Linked DNA regions of Ovis aries: region 1 is linked to region 2. Evidence: chromatin contacts called from public Hi-C data. All regions are on one chromosome and are shown on one strand. Each heading gives the region's core, a stretch centred on a gene start, on an enhancer-like site or on the middle of the called end of the contact. The rest is flanking DNA. Distances are from core to core; before and after follow the strand shown. Region 1 holds the start of DLX5 (distal-less homeobox 5). Region 2 overlaps DYNC1I1 (dynein cytoplasmic 1 intermediate chain 1).

Region 1 (6,643 bases), core at 2,241-4,740, 970 kb before region 2:
TGATGTACTCTGCATAGAAGTTAAATAAGCAGGGTGACAATATACAGCCTTGACGTCCTCCTTTTCCTATTTGGAACCAGTCTGTTGTTCCATGTCCAGTTCTAATTGTTGCTTCCTGACCTGCATATAGGTTTCTCAAGAGGCAGGTCAGGTGGTCTGTATCCCCATCTCTTTCAGAATTTTCCAGTTTCTTGTGATCCACACAGTCAAAGGCTTTGGCACAGTCAATAAAGCAGAAATAGATATATTTTTTGGAATGGTACTCCCCAAAACTGCTGGGTGAAAAAAGTGATCTGGTTGGGGCTGAGGGGAAGAGGAAGAGTTTGAATGTATAAGGAGTAACAGGAAAGGAACGAAGGGCCGTATGAGCGGAGAGAAAAGACCTGCTGAAAGAGACGGAAGGAAAGCCACGTGGTAGCCGATTGGAACCCCAGGAAAAACCACCCTTGTCTAGCCAGGGACGCCGAGTCTGGGAAGCGTTTGCCATTTGCACGCTGTTCCTCGTGGACACTGGGTGGCGCTCGTGGTAAAGACTTGCTCTTCTCTTAGCGTCCGAGTCTCCTCCACCCCCTCCCGCCCTTTGCAAATTTCGGCTACTAGGAGATGAAATTACTCACATTCTTCCTACGTGCCACCGCGGGGAGAGCATTTCTGGAGAAGTTGGAAGCCGCGGGGCTGTTTCTCCACGGCTGGGCCGGTCAGTGGGTTTAGAAAGAGTTGACAGCGTCCAGCCCGCTCGTCTCCAACCTCTGGGCCTTTGTGTCAGAACCACCACAGTACCAGCAAAAGTTGCTACCCTGTCAGCCAGGCTACCCAAAGCCAGTCCGGGAGGGTGGGTCTGAAGCGGCAGCCAGGCTGGGGTGTGGGGGAAGGGGGAGGGGGCGAAGGACAGCGGTGCGCAGAGTCACAAAGACAATACGGGAAATGAAATGGGACCATATCGTGGCCCCTTTTAACTTAGCGCTCCCTCTCCCTCCTGCTTCTTTAAGGAAAAGAAGGCTACTGGGGAGTGGGGTCAACCTAGAAAATAACAGGACAAAGCAAGCAAGTCGATGCTCTGGACTCAGAGACACAACCCAGATTTGGAGGCCCTTAGAGGCCTTTGCAAAAGTGTCTTCCTGTCTGGCATGAAGGCCAACACTTTAGGAATTGAAACAAAGAATTAAAGCCTTCCCTTCCGCCCCACTCCTTTTTGTCTTGTGTAAAAACTGTGGCAGAGAATGTCCTGTATTTTTTTTTTTTTAATCTGAGGTGAAATTTAGCAAGGTTTAGGGTAACTTGATGTTGTAGCATTGTGTTGTCAACTGGATCTTGAACTTCTAAATTTTGCCCAAATTCTGCAGCTTCCAATCCATCCAAGTGGGAATCTGCCTTCTCAGCAAGGTCTAAGGACATTGCTAGGAACACTTGATTTAGCATAACCCTATTGCCCTTATTTCCCTCCACATAATAACTTTTAAATCTGTAATAAATAAAAAGTACCAGGGCAGGGCTGTGGCGGTAGAAGGAAGGGGGATGCTGTGGAAGGGCGCCTGCTCCCTGAGTCCCTTGCCTTTGCCAGGAGGTGCTTTGAACCATTCTTAGCATTGCTTTGGGGAAGCGACTCGTGTAATTAAACGGCAGGATGTGTGTAAGGTGACTCAATGGGCACCGACAACTTCTCCAGAGCACAGGCCAGGACTGCAAGCCTGTTGCTAGTATTCCTCCAAAGCCCTGTGGTCCTCCTCAGCCTAAAGCCAGGGGGTGGACAGCCAGGCTGACATCCACAGCATGGGGCAAGGACGGGTGGCCAGCCTTGCCTCTCTTCACGGGGCATCTGTCTCAGAGAAGTCCAGGGCATGGGACACTGTGGACCTGGTGACACACACCTCGCCTTTCTTGTCCACCCCCCACCAGCTGAAGTTGCCCCCAAAGGGCCCAGCGACCACAGCTGTGGTTTCTCGACGCCCAGATGGCAGAGGCAGGGAGTTGGTGCACACGTGGTTGCTCCTCAGCTTTGGAGTTTCAGAGCCAGGCTGGCACCCGGCTGGCATGTGGCTGGCACCCGGGCACCAAGTTCCACACCTGCCCCCACCACTCGACTCTCCTGCTAGCATGTTTTGAGCCAAAATAGTTCCCCAGTTATACCAGGACAAGACACAATTAATGGAGGTATTTTCTTCTTCAATTGGCAGTGGGGGGCAGAGAGGAAGCACTAATAAGAGGCCATCCACCCTGGAAGTGGTGTGAAGCTCCCAGGCTCCAAATCTCCCGACCCCTGGAGGAGGATGCTGGGAGGGCCCAAATCAGGATCCAGCTCCTGTAGTGAGGGGCCTATTTGAGGAGAGGGGCAGTGGGGAGCGGTAAACTAATATTAAATTTCTAATCTCCCAGCTAGATCACTGCTAGAGCAAGAACGACATGTCATGAAAAGCAAACTCTGCATCCCAAACATCAAGGGTCTGATTCCTGAGCCTTTTCTCTCTTTGCAAGGAACCCAGACCTGGGGAAGGAAAAAGCAGGCCCTTGGTTCTACCTCCGTGGAGCTGGGAGTGGGAAATCCATGAGATTCACCCAACTTCCCTAAAGAGCTTTTATCTCTACTTTCCAGTGTTCCACGGGTTCCCATTAAGTCCCTGAGGACAGGTCATAAGTAGACCGTTCACTTTTGCAGGAGTCTTTGGCCGCTGAACACAGAATTATAGATCCTCTATTCAAATAGCATCCAAATAGACTAGAATATTGGACAAAATGTGGGGCTGCCTGCACCTTTTGGGGACCAGCACTTTAGGAGTCATTAAAGTATTTGTGCTTAAGGCAGTGATTTTTAAAGTCACTGTGGGCACCGGGGGCTGCAGGAACTCTTCCTGCCATTTATTGTGCCTCTTGAGCACCCTTGTCTCACCCTCTCAGAAATAAAACTCATCTCGGGCAAACGAAGTGCTTGCTCCAGATTTGTCTGTCTTTCCCCAAATCGCAAATTTTCAGCACATGTAAATTACAACTTAGCTCCCAGTACCCCACTAAAAATATTGTTCTCATCAGTTTCTTTTTGCCTTTGTCCCACATCTCCACTCTTCAGTGTTCAATTCCACATTCGCCCCTGGTGCAGCTGAGAAGCAAGGAGAGACAGTGGTCGACCTCATCCCAAAACATGTGCACTTTCTGAGGCTGCTCATTGGAACACATTGTCTCCAGACAGTACAGAGCTGGGTGCTGGGGCTTCTGCGTCGTCTCTAGAATTCACTGGAAACAGATTGCCTGAGACACCCCTCCTTCCCCCAACAAGCAACAACTCTGTCTCTCTCTCTCTCTGTCTTCCCCCCACCCCTTCATTTTTTTTCTCCCTCTTTTTTTTTTTTTTAAGCAATGCTTTGTTGTGCTAAAACTAGTTGGACGAGTTAGGGTGTTGCTCCTGCTCAGGAGGCCCTGGCCAATGGAACCCGATCCACCCCGCTGTGCGTAAGCGCGCAATTAAGGATTTAACCAAGGCTGTGCTGCGCTTCAGCCAGCAGTCAGCCTGCCCGAGACAGAGCCTCCGCGACTCCCAGCCTCCTCCTCGCCGCCGCCGCCGCCGCCGCCGCCTCTCCTCCTCCTCCTCTTCCTCCTCCTCCCTCGCTCCTACAGCCATGTCAGCTTAGACCAGAGCAGCCCCACAGCCAATTCGGGCCGCCGCCGCCAGCGAGCGATGACAGGAGTGTTTGACAGAAGGGTCCCCAGCATCCGATCCGGCGACTTCCAAGCCCCGTTCCAGACGGCCGCAGCTATGCACCACCCGTCTCAGGAATCGCCAACTCTGCCCGAGTCGTCGGCTACCGATTCCGACTACTACAGCGCCCCGGGGGGAGCCCCGCACGGCTACTGCTCTCCTACCTCGGCTTCCTACGGCAAGGCGCTCAACCCGTACCAGTACCAGTACCACGGCGTGAACGGCTCCGCCGGCAGCTACCCCGCCAAAGCTTACGCCGACTACAGCTACGCCAGCCCCTACCACCAGTACGGCGGCGCCTACAACCGCGTTCCGAGCGCCACCAGCCAGCCAGGTACCGGGGGTGGGGGTGGGAGTCAGGCTTCGGGGGGAGGGAGACGCGGTAGGGCATGGGGGAGCCCCCGGCGGAAGGGAGTGGGGGCCGAGTTTACGAACGGGAGAGATTCCCGGGCCAGCATTTTAGAGATTCTTAGCAGAGGCAGCCTGAGGGGGTTGTTCGAGCCAGCGTCTCTTCTCTTCGGTCCCTTCAGGCGACCGCTCAGTCGCTGGATTCTCAGCTTGCCCGGTCAGGAAGCCGGCTAAGCTGGAAAAGGGGGTAGGGAGGCTATTTGTTGGATTTGGGAGCGGGGGCGGGGGCGGGAGGGGGGTAGGCGAGCTCGATCGGTGGGAGTCGGGATGCATGGCTGCCTCAAAGACTCCGTGGGGAACAGTCTGGGAGCAGCTGCGAGCCAGCGTGGTATGGGTGCCCTGAGCACACGGGGCAGGGTGGGGGCCCGCGAGCCCTAGCCCGCCAGAGGAAGAGCGCGCCGAGAGCCCTGCGGTTTATCCAAGGCATTTCCAAAAACAAAAAGCCATTTAAAGGTGGAGGAGGTTTGCTGAAGGGTCACGTTATTGGAGCAATATTTTTTTTTCTCCATTGGGTGCCTAAAATTTGTTTCTCCTTCCCATCTCCTTTTTCAAGGCGTCTCCTTTTTCGTCTGCCTTGAAACTTAGTTGGAGAGTTTGAGGGTTAGTGAATTTGGGCGGTAAGAGCGGTATGAGGTCTCCTTGGAGAGGTTTTGCTGGTCAGGTTTGATCTCTTCCCACCAGCACATTAATAATCCTGCTAATATTAGCATCCCCTGCTCTGGCAGAATGGAGACCACAGTCCTCATCCTCCGCCCTTCTCCCAGGAGCTCGGCGCGCGCACACACACACACACACACACACACACACACACACATGCACACGCACACCCCAAGGAGAGGGTCTCCGCCCCTTTCAGAGATGGGCACTTTTGATAAGAAAGTACTTTTGTGAAAGGGGACTTGTGGCCCCAGGGCACGTTTGGAAAACACGCGTTCGGAGAGTCTCCGCTCCCGCCACCCCCCTCCCCGCGCCCCGCCAAGTCTATACTACCAAGTCTGCTAAATTCGTCCTGATCTGCCGCCCCTTTCCTACGAAAACACCCCACCGCAGATTCTTTTTCAAATTGTAACTCTTGATAAACTTTAAAAGATTGCCAGTGTGGTGGGTGGGTGGATGGGGGCGGGGGGAGGAGAAGTGGGGTGTCTTCGTTCTTTCAGTGGCTCTGTGCTTCGTGCATACATGAAAGATTTTTTTTTTTTCCTTTTGGCCAAGAACTTATTAAGTCTATTTGTAAAAGAAACCAGACACATCTGTGCCCTCGCAGATCTGCAGGGAGATTATGGGGGCTGCATAATCGACCCTCTGTCTGCGGCGGCTCGGACCGCTTGCCTCTGAATTGAAGGAGCAGTTTGCTTGTGGGTCTTTGAACTTTGGAGACCTCGGTTAGCGTCTTCCCTGCCCAAGCGTCTGGCCTCTGTGGGCGCCCGAACAGACGCTGACATAAGGGGGACCACAGTCCGGGCTTCCTCGCTTGAATCCCCGGGAGAGACGGGCCCAAAACTCACCCTAGAGCCGTCGGTGAACACAGAGTGGGATTGAAAACGAATCCGGGGGAAGCAAGAACCGCTGCAAGGGCTAAATCCCGGACGCCAAGAAGGGAGTTTTGCTGTGCCAGACGCTCTGCAAAAACCCAGGAGAACCTGAATAAACAGAGAAGGAAATTAATCAGGCTACCTGGCCTTTTACATGATGAGGGGTCGGGGGGAGGCGGGGAGGGTGCTGTCCCGTGAAGTAAAGGTGGTGATATGGGGAAAAGAGTGAAGGCTGCGTGGTAAGAATTTCAAGGACTGTATTCGCAAGTTCTGCAAAAGGGCCATTGTCTGCCAAGGAGTTCTAACCGGGTCTGTTTTGATTATTTAGAGAAAGAAGTGGCCGAGCCCGAGGTGAGGATGGTGAACGGCAAACCAAAGAAAGTTCGTAAACCCAGGACTATTTATTCCAGCTTTCAGCTGGCCGCGTTACAGAGAAGGTTTCAGAAGACTCAGTACCTCGCCCTGCCCGAACGCGCCGAGCTGGCCGCCTCGCTGGGACTGACGCAAACACAGGTAAATCCGGCCGCGGCCTGGGCCAGAGCCCCGGTGGGCTGCAAGCCTGGCCGGGCCGCGCGGTTCGGTCCCGGCGGGCTGGAGCCGACTCATCAGGGCCCGCGAGAAACTCGCAGACAGACACTGACCCCGCGCCCTCCCCTCTAGGCCGGGTGGCGTCGCCGTGAGTGGTGGAGACGGCAGCGAGACGTCGTTCATCCCCAGAAGCAGCCCCCCGCCCTTCGAGTCTACGGGGGCTGAGGGGCCAGTTCCCTAGATTGGGAACAAGGCGAGGGTTGTCTCGAGGACACCCTCGCAGCTTTAAGAAACTGTCTAGTGCTCCGCACAGTGCAGAGCAGCGGGGGTAAGCAGGGCCCGGCCCCCGCGCGGGGGTCTCAGGCCGCGCGCTGGCGGCCGGAAGCAGAGGGTGACGCCCTGCGCCTGCGGCGGGCCCGAGGTGGGGGGCGCTGTGGCCCGGGAAAGTCTGCCCTGGACGGTCCCCTTCACTCCCACCGCAACCCCA
Region 2 (6,599 bases), core at 1,849-4,348:
TTAGGTAGATCATAAGGCTCCCACTTTTCCTAATGCTGGTTAATATCAGATTTTATCTCTGAACAATCTCAAAAATTGAATAAAAAGTATTTAATCTTAATATAAATATGACAAAAGATCACTCAAAATAAAATGATTTTTGGATACATTTTAAATTATGCCTAAAACATATTAAAGAATTTTATATATTTATTTAGAATTAAGTAATGTAGCAAACTGGAACAATTTCTATTTTAACCATTTAAAAATATCTTCTTTTCATAGATGCTATAAATGGTGGGGGTAAAAAAATAGAAACTGGCAGTCTATAACACATACTAAAAGAATTATGAAATGTATGAAGAAAATGACAAAAATATTTCATTAATTTGACAAGTAATGAGTTTTCAAAAGTCACTGAATCTATAATGAAAATAATGCATAACTGTCTCTTACTCCTGTATTTCAGTTTCTTATTTTCACAGTTTTTAATCATTTTAATTGCAAACACAGAATATATATACATAATTTACCACACTGTGTAGAGATCAGTAACAGTGAAGTAGGTGAATGTAAAAACTGTCTTTGCATAGGAGTACTTGGAATAAGTTGGTTTAAAAAGCACTGTATTTCGAACACCGACTAAGAAGCACTGAAGTTTCAGGCTTTTTGGTTTTTTTTTTTTAAACAAATCTAATTTCTAATCGGACAAATATTTTAAAAATCTTGTTCAACTTGACAGAAGACGAAAGTGATTTGAGGGTTTTAAAAAGTGTTCAGTTTATTACTGGATCTGAATCAGGCTCAATGTATCTACTATTATTGCAAAAGCAGACCTACGTTCACCGCAAAACTAAACGATTTGCATGCCTAGTAATGATTTCTTAAAATGCTTAGCTATAAAGGACTTATGCGGTTGTCTCTTGATACCTAGAGAGAGGGAAGGGAGAAAAAAAAATCACATTTGGCAATGCTGAGATATTATTTCATTTTACCTAAAGAGCAGATAAAAAAAACCCAAAACTAAACAAAAAGAGTTACAGAGGAATTACTAAGGAGTTGGTAGGACACGCCACTGCACCATATTAATAGTTGAGTATCACCTGAACTCACTTCTAGTAAATCTGATTTCTAATTGCGTGTGTGTGTGGCAGGAGGTGGGTTGTTTCCTAAGTCAAACTGAAAACTGTGCTTTTTGGGTTGTTTACAGTGAATGAGTTTATTCTACCAAAAGAAACAATATGATTTTAATCAATGGTGATGAAAGACTTTGGGAAACCATTACATTGTCTAGTAGTAGGCACCTTTCCATGAAAGGCAATAATGTTATAAATGTTTCAAAGTCTGAAATGATGGGCCCTGCACGTACTGCTGCCCTGCATTTCCAAGGACACTTCATTACATAACTCTTGTCCTTGTCATGCAGTTCTGGTAGCCAAAAGGAAAAATCAAAAACAGAGTTAAATGGAAAGATTTGTAAAAGACAACTATTTGGCAGTGGTTTTAGGTGCATATAATCTTGTATGATACAGTGACTCAGTATTAACACCTGAAGGATATTTCTCTGCCCCTCCCCAAAAAATATCAGGGCAGCCCGGTTCTCTTCACATCCCCCAGCTGCAGGCTTCCTAATTAAAAAGGCTGAGCTGTTTCCTGTTCAGAACACTTCAAAAGACCTCTCCCTTGTTCTCCACTTGACACGTAGTTTTCAGCACTTGTTCTTCTTACCTGTCCACTCTTATTGATGGAGAGCTACCCTAAATCACGGACCAGCTGATGACCAGACCATTTTATTGTATTAAACTGAAGGACCTTTAATATTCTTGTTTCTTTTTAAACTCAACCCCCAAACTCTAGTACCTGAAAATCAGCACCTCAATAATTTTGAGAGTGGAAAAAAGGAATAAGCCATGTGACATAATTTTAAAAACATGAATATATACAGCATGATTTTTTAAAGACTATTTCCCTGTGATTAATTGCCTTTTGAAAAAAATTTCACTTGTGAAGTACTCCAAATGTGACATGTTAAAATATTTTTTAAAAATTACTGAATTTAATAAACATGTTCAGAGATAGAAACTATTACAAGAGTGGTGAGTTCAGTCTCTTAGACAAGGATTATTTACCTTCTAAAAATTAAATGAACACTAGATCTAAACATCAACAGTCCAGAGAATCATCTTTTACAGATTTAAAACAGAAATCGTGCAAACAGCAAACACTGGCAAATAGCCCTTTAAAAAAGCCCAATCTCAAGTCAGAGTCCACAAAAGCTTACTTTTCCAAGTGTTTGCCCATAGTTATTTCAACACCACTCTCAAATATGCCCCAGTGTCCTTTCCCGCAGTGAAAGGCGTGAACACGTATGGTTTTGCTCTTTGCAAAGAAGGGTCGTCAATTGTCCAGGATTCTGCCACGGTTTTAGGGATGAAGTGAGATTAAATGATTTGGGGCCAAATGCATCTGCCAATTCCCTGCAGAGCAGCGGAGAATGGGGGGGTCGGCAGCACAGCTGCAATTAGAGGGTCTGTCCAAAAAAAGGCCGTTTCTGAGAGAGGGGGAGACGGAGAGAAGCCGCCGGCGCCCCCCTCCCAGCCCGCCGGGTCCGGCGCCTGCGCTCACCTCGGTGTCATTGTTGAGGTTCCAGAGGTCCAAGCGCCCCATCCCGTCCACGCAGGCAAAGAGCGCGGGGTGCACGGGCGACCACATGACATCGTACACATAGTCGGCATTGTCTTCAAAGGAGTAGAGCGGCTTGTTGTGCTGTAAAGCAGAGAGACCGTGAAGACTTTGTGGCGCTGCCGCTGCCTCGGGCTGTCTAGCGAGCCTAATTAAAAACTTTGCACATTCACAAAGTGTCATAAAACTTCCCGAGATGAAAGTCCTCGGGAAGGTGAACCGCAGCTTTAAAGTTACTAGAACTGTCCACTGGCATAAATAAATACCGGGGGTGGGGGGCGGGGAGGGACTCCTAAGGGGCTGGGGGCTGGGACGGGCGGGGAGGCGGCTTCGGACACAGTCGGGGGAGACATTCCACACAGGTGAACGGGCGGCCCGGGCACTCGGGGTGCTCGTCGGGCTGCGCGATGCGAGCTGCTGGGGGCCGAACCCAGGCGTGCTCGGCTCGCCGGGGTAAGACCCGCGGGGGAAGGCTCTGGAAGCCCGGGCAATCGCGGTGACCCAGAACCCTTAGCACGGAAGGCAACGCCTGCCACCTAGCGGCCGTTTTCCGTGGCTGCAGCTCTGCTTCCAATCCGACTCCGGGGCCAGATTTATACTTTAATGGCTCCTTTGCGCGGGAATGGGGTCACGTAGTTTAAAGGGATCGTTAGCTCGTCGGGCACGCGAAACATCTCGCGGTTCTGAGACTCTGGCCTCTCCATCTAGGATCAGTTCACCCAAATCAAGTGTACTGGTGAGGCTCAATGCACTGTCCCCTCAACCTCCGTGGAAGGCGAATCACATTTTCTAGCTCACCCAATATTTCTAAGAGCCCTGAAAATCGGTGTTTTGGGGGGAAAATGCATTAACACACCCCTACTGCATACAAAAGCTTCCCCTCCAGAGGGATACAATAAATTAAAATGGCACTCCTGATTTCCAGCGAATACTGTCACATCAAAATAGCACAGAAGTCAGAGGCAAGTACACCAGAAATAAAACGTAATTGGACTTCATGAATTATTCATTCCATCTGGCTTGTCTTATTCTAATTTCTGCATAATGGCTTTACTAATCCCTGATCAATTAATGTAAAATGAAATTTAAATGATAATGAAAGCCCTAGAGATAAAAGAAATTAAGTATTCTTATATCCTCTGACAGAAATCTAAACAATGGGAGTTTTTTTCCCCAATGTCTTCATCCAGTCAGCTGTCTGTACCCTCTTCATGGGCACCGTGGAATGCCTGTACAGGCCAGCGTAATAAGACCAAAGAATGATAACACACAATATGAACAAGCAAATCCTTTCTGCAGAAAATGTTCAAAGAACCTATCTGTGGGGAATCAGCACCAAATATCTGAGCAAATTCCCAAGATGTTTTGTGAGAGAAAATAAAAAGCCCAAAATCCATATGCTGAACTCAAAGTGGGAAAAAAATCTGTAAGAAGACAATAAAACTCCCACAGCCTGAACCTAATGCAAAAATTTAAGGTAGTGACTAAGTGATGTCTCCTTCCATGAATTATCTTGCTTTGGCATTGCTGAGACGTGAATATAGTTGTAAGACTATTAAAGCAACAGAAGATTTTAGGTGAGACATTGTGTGTGTAGGGTGGGTAGTGTGTGTGGTCTTATTTTTAATTTAAGAAGTAGCTAGAAAAACATGTAACACTGCTAATCGCAAAAAGAATTAAATGGACATTAGTTTTACAGCTTTGTATTTTACTCCTCTACATTATAACTCTTATGCCAACATATCTATTCTATCCCATATTTGCACTCTAATTTGGACCTAAGATTATTTGCCTATTTGCTATTGATGTGGCTTTTTCCCATCCTCTCTCACTGCTTGGACTAGATGATTCAAACTTCCTTCTCCAGAGAATCTGAATATCCAGTGATGCCTTAAAATAGTATGAAAACATTATCTTTTTAAATTAATATTAAAAAAAAAAAAGCCAGGGTAGATAAAGTAGGTGGTCCTTCATTGATTGCTTCTGAGTATTAAATTCTCTTAGTAGAAGATTATTTGTCCCAAATTCTTGACTTTATAGCTAGCCAGTCACTATTTGTTAGAGAATATGAGTAACATATTTTTCTTAAAATCAAAGAGTAGAAAAGATTTATACATGCTTTAAAAAGCCAGTTCTCAGGACCCTTTATTAATAACCCAGCTGATAGGATAACTGAGCATATAGAGGTGTAGACACAGATGAACACAGACATTCAATAAATATATAACTAATCTACAGTCCTTGCTTTGCTCAATTAGAAAACCATCCAGCTTTAAAACCATCCAGGCATTTTCTAAGAAGCTGATATTATTTGATATGTTAATTCTCTCAAATTACATTGCTAATCTCTAGTGTTTCTTTCCTTTTCTCTTTTGGTGGCTTTTTTTTTTTTTAAAGAAACTTAGTCAAAACTGTAGTATATCTTGGATATTTTACCTTTTAAACATCTGGAAATAACTTTTAGTTTCATCCGACCAAAAACCAATTTTCTCGTATTAAATCGTCTTGTACCGAAATGCTAATATTCCCTTATTACCTCCTACCTCCAAGACTGAATCTTTCATTCTAAAAGTCACTATGCAAGTAATTCTAAATTACAGATTGTGCACATTTGGGGCAAGGGAGAGGATTTATCTTTTCAAAGGATTTGTTTTAACCTTGATAAATTTACAGGATGAAGAAGCCTTGGTCAGGATTGAAGGCATTAGCAAGGTACCAAGGGAACCACCATCCGTGACCCACTAGTTCCCAAGATTAGATCACCAGACACCACAGGCATAGGCTAATGCCACTCTTATAACAGTAAGCACTGCTATTCCAAATATTAAGTGCAGTTTTTTTTCGATAAAGGAGCTTTCATTCTATCTTATTTGGGACTCAAAAGGTAAGCTGAAAACCTCTCTGAAAATTTGTCTCAAACACTTAATATAAAACATTTCCTAATTTACATATATATCATGAAATACTAGCACTTTCATATAATACATCAAAAGCATTAGGGCCTAAAGATTCTGGTTTTGAATTCTGAAACATAGATGCTTGTATACACAAAGTTGTTATAGCTTGCTAGTGCATTAGCACCAGTTTTAAAACACTACAAGTTTTGAAAAGGTGGAAAGTGTAGGGGCAAATTTGACCAGTGATTTTTGAGGAGGAACTTGTAACATCATTTGTATGTATTAAAGCTACAGAAGCTTGATAATCTTAGATATTTACTCTGCAAAATACTAGGCCACTTAGTAAAGTAAATATCATTCCACTGTGTGTACCATAGAAAGTGTTTTTCAAGACAATCAAATTTCACTAGGCAAAAACCCCTTCACTTGTGTATTCTCTTTTTCTGATGCCCTGCTTGGTATTGGTGGCCTGTTAGAAAAAAGAAAAGGAAAAGGAAAACTGCCTTGTAACGCAGCCCACAGTATGTGTGACGCACGCCAATGAAAAAAAGCTGTAATAACCAGACAAGTTTCCAGGGCTGTGCCCCCCAAATGCTAAAATATCCAGACACGGATCAGCATGATTTTAATGCCCTGATTCTCGACGTGGAGAAGTAGGCTACCAGTCACCTCCCAGACAGGCTTGAAGGGCAGGGCAGGGTATATTACTGGGTGTTTGCATGTGCCTGACTCCATATACATATTGCCTAATTTAATTCACATCAAATCTCTGAAAGGTAGACAATATTTACAGAAAATAAAATGACAGTTCAGGAAAGTCAGTAGCTTTCCCGACGTTGTACGTGGCGACATTGGAGTTGGTTCTTTGGTTTTTCTAGCTGTCAAGTCCATTTTCTGTTTGCTGGAACCGTGGGGGGTCCTCTATGAAACACAGTGAAGGTCTCCAGTCTTCACAGAAAGAGAAATCTGTTACCAGTCCTGGCTGCTATCCCATTCAATTCAACCCATACTTACTAAGCACACCTTATGTAACTTTTAGGA

The links. Hi-C and Micro-C count contacts between places; a contact is called where the count stands out from the background.
Region 1: a Hi-C map of liver shows a contact between it and region 2, with 7 times the contacts expected there. The contact joins the promoter of DLX5 here to the enhancer-like site in region 2. A contact is called at or near these places in 7 of 16 Hi-C or Micro-C datasets (blood, liver, muscle and 3 more).

Annotation. Positions count from the first base shown.
Region 1 is chr4:15,160,404-15,167,046 of ARS-UI_Ramb_v3.0, reverse strand. DLX5 (distal-less homeobox 5) reads left to right here and starts at 3,490. Exons shown (of 3, transcript XM_015095203.3): 1 at 3,490-4,022; 2 at 5,957-6,141. The coding sequence starts at 3,668.
Region 2 is chr4:14,185,295-14,191,893 of ARS-UI_Ramb_v3.0, reverse strand. DYNC1I1 (dynein cytoplasmic 1 intermediate chain 1) reads right to left here. Exons shown (of 17, transcript XM_004007740.5): 15 at 2,605-2,745. Among named protein-coding and RNA genes, the nearest start is that of TRNAS-GGA, 120 kb to the right of the region's middle. Within about 2 kb of position 3,098, at least 4 of the 54 cell types and tissues checked have an H3K27ac peak or open chromatin away from gene starts, as enhancers often do. A contact at or near this core is called in liver, where this site is marked.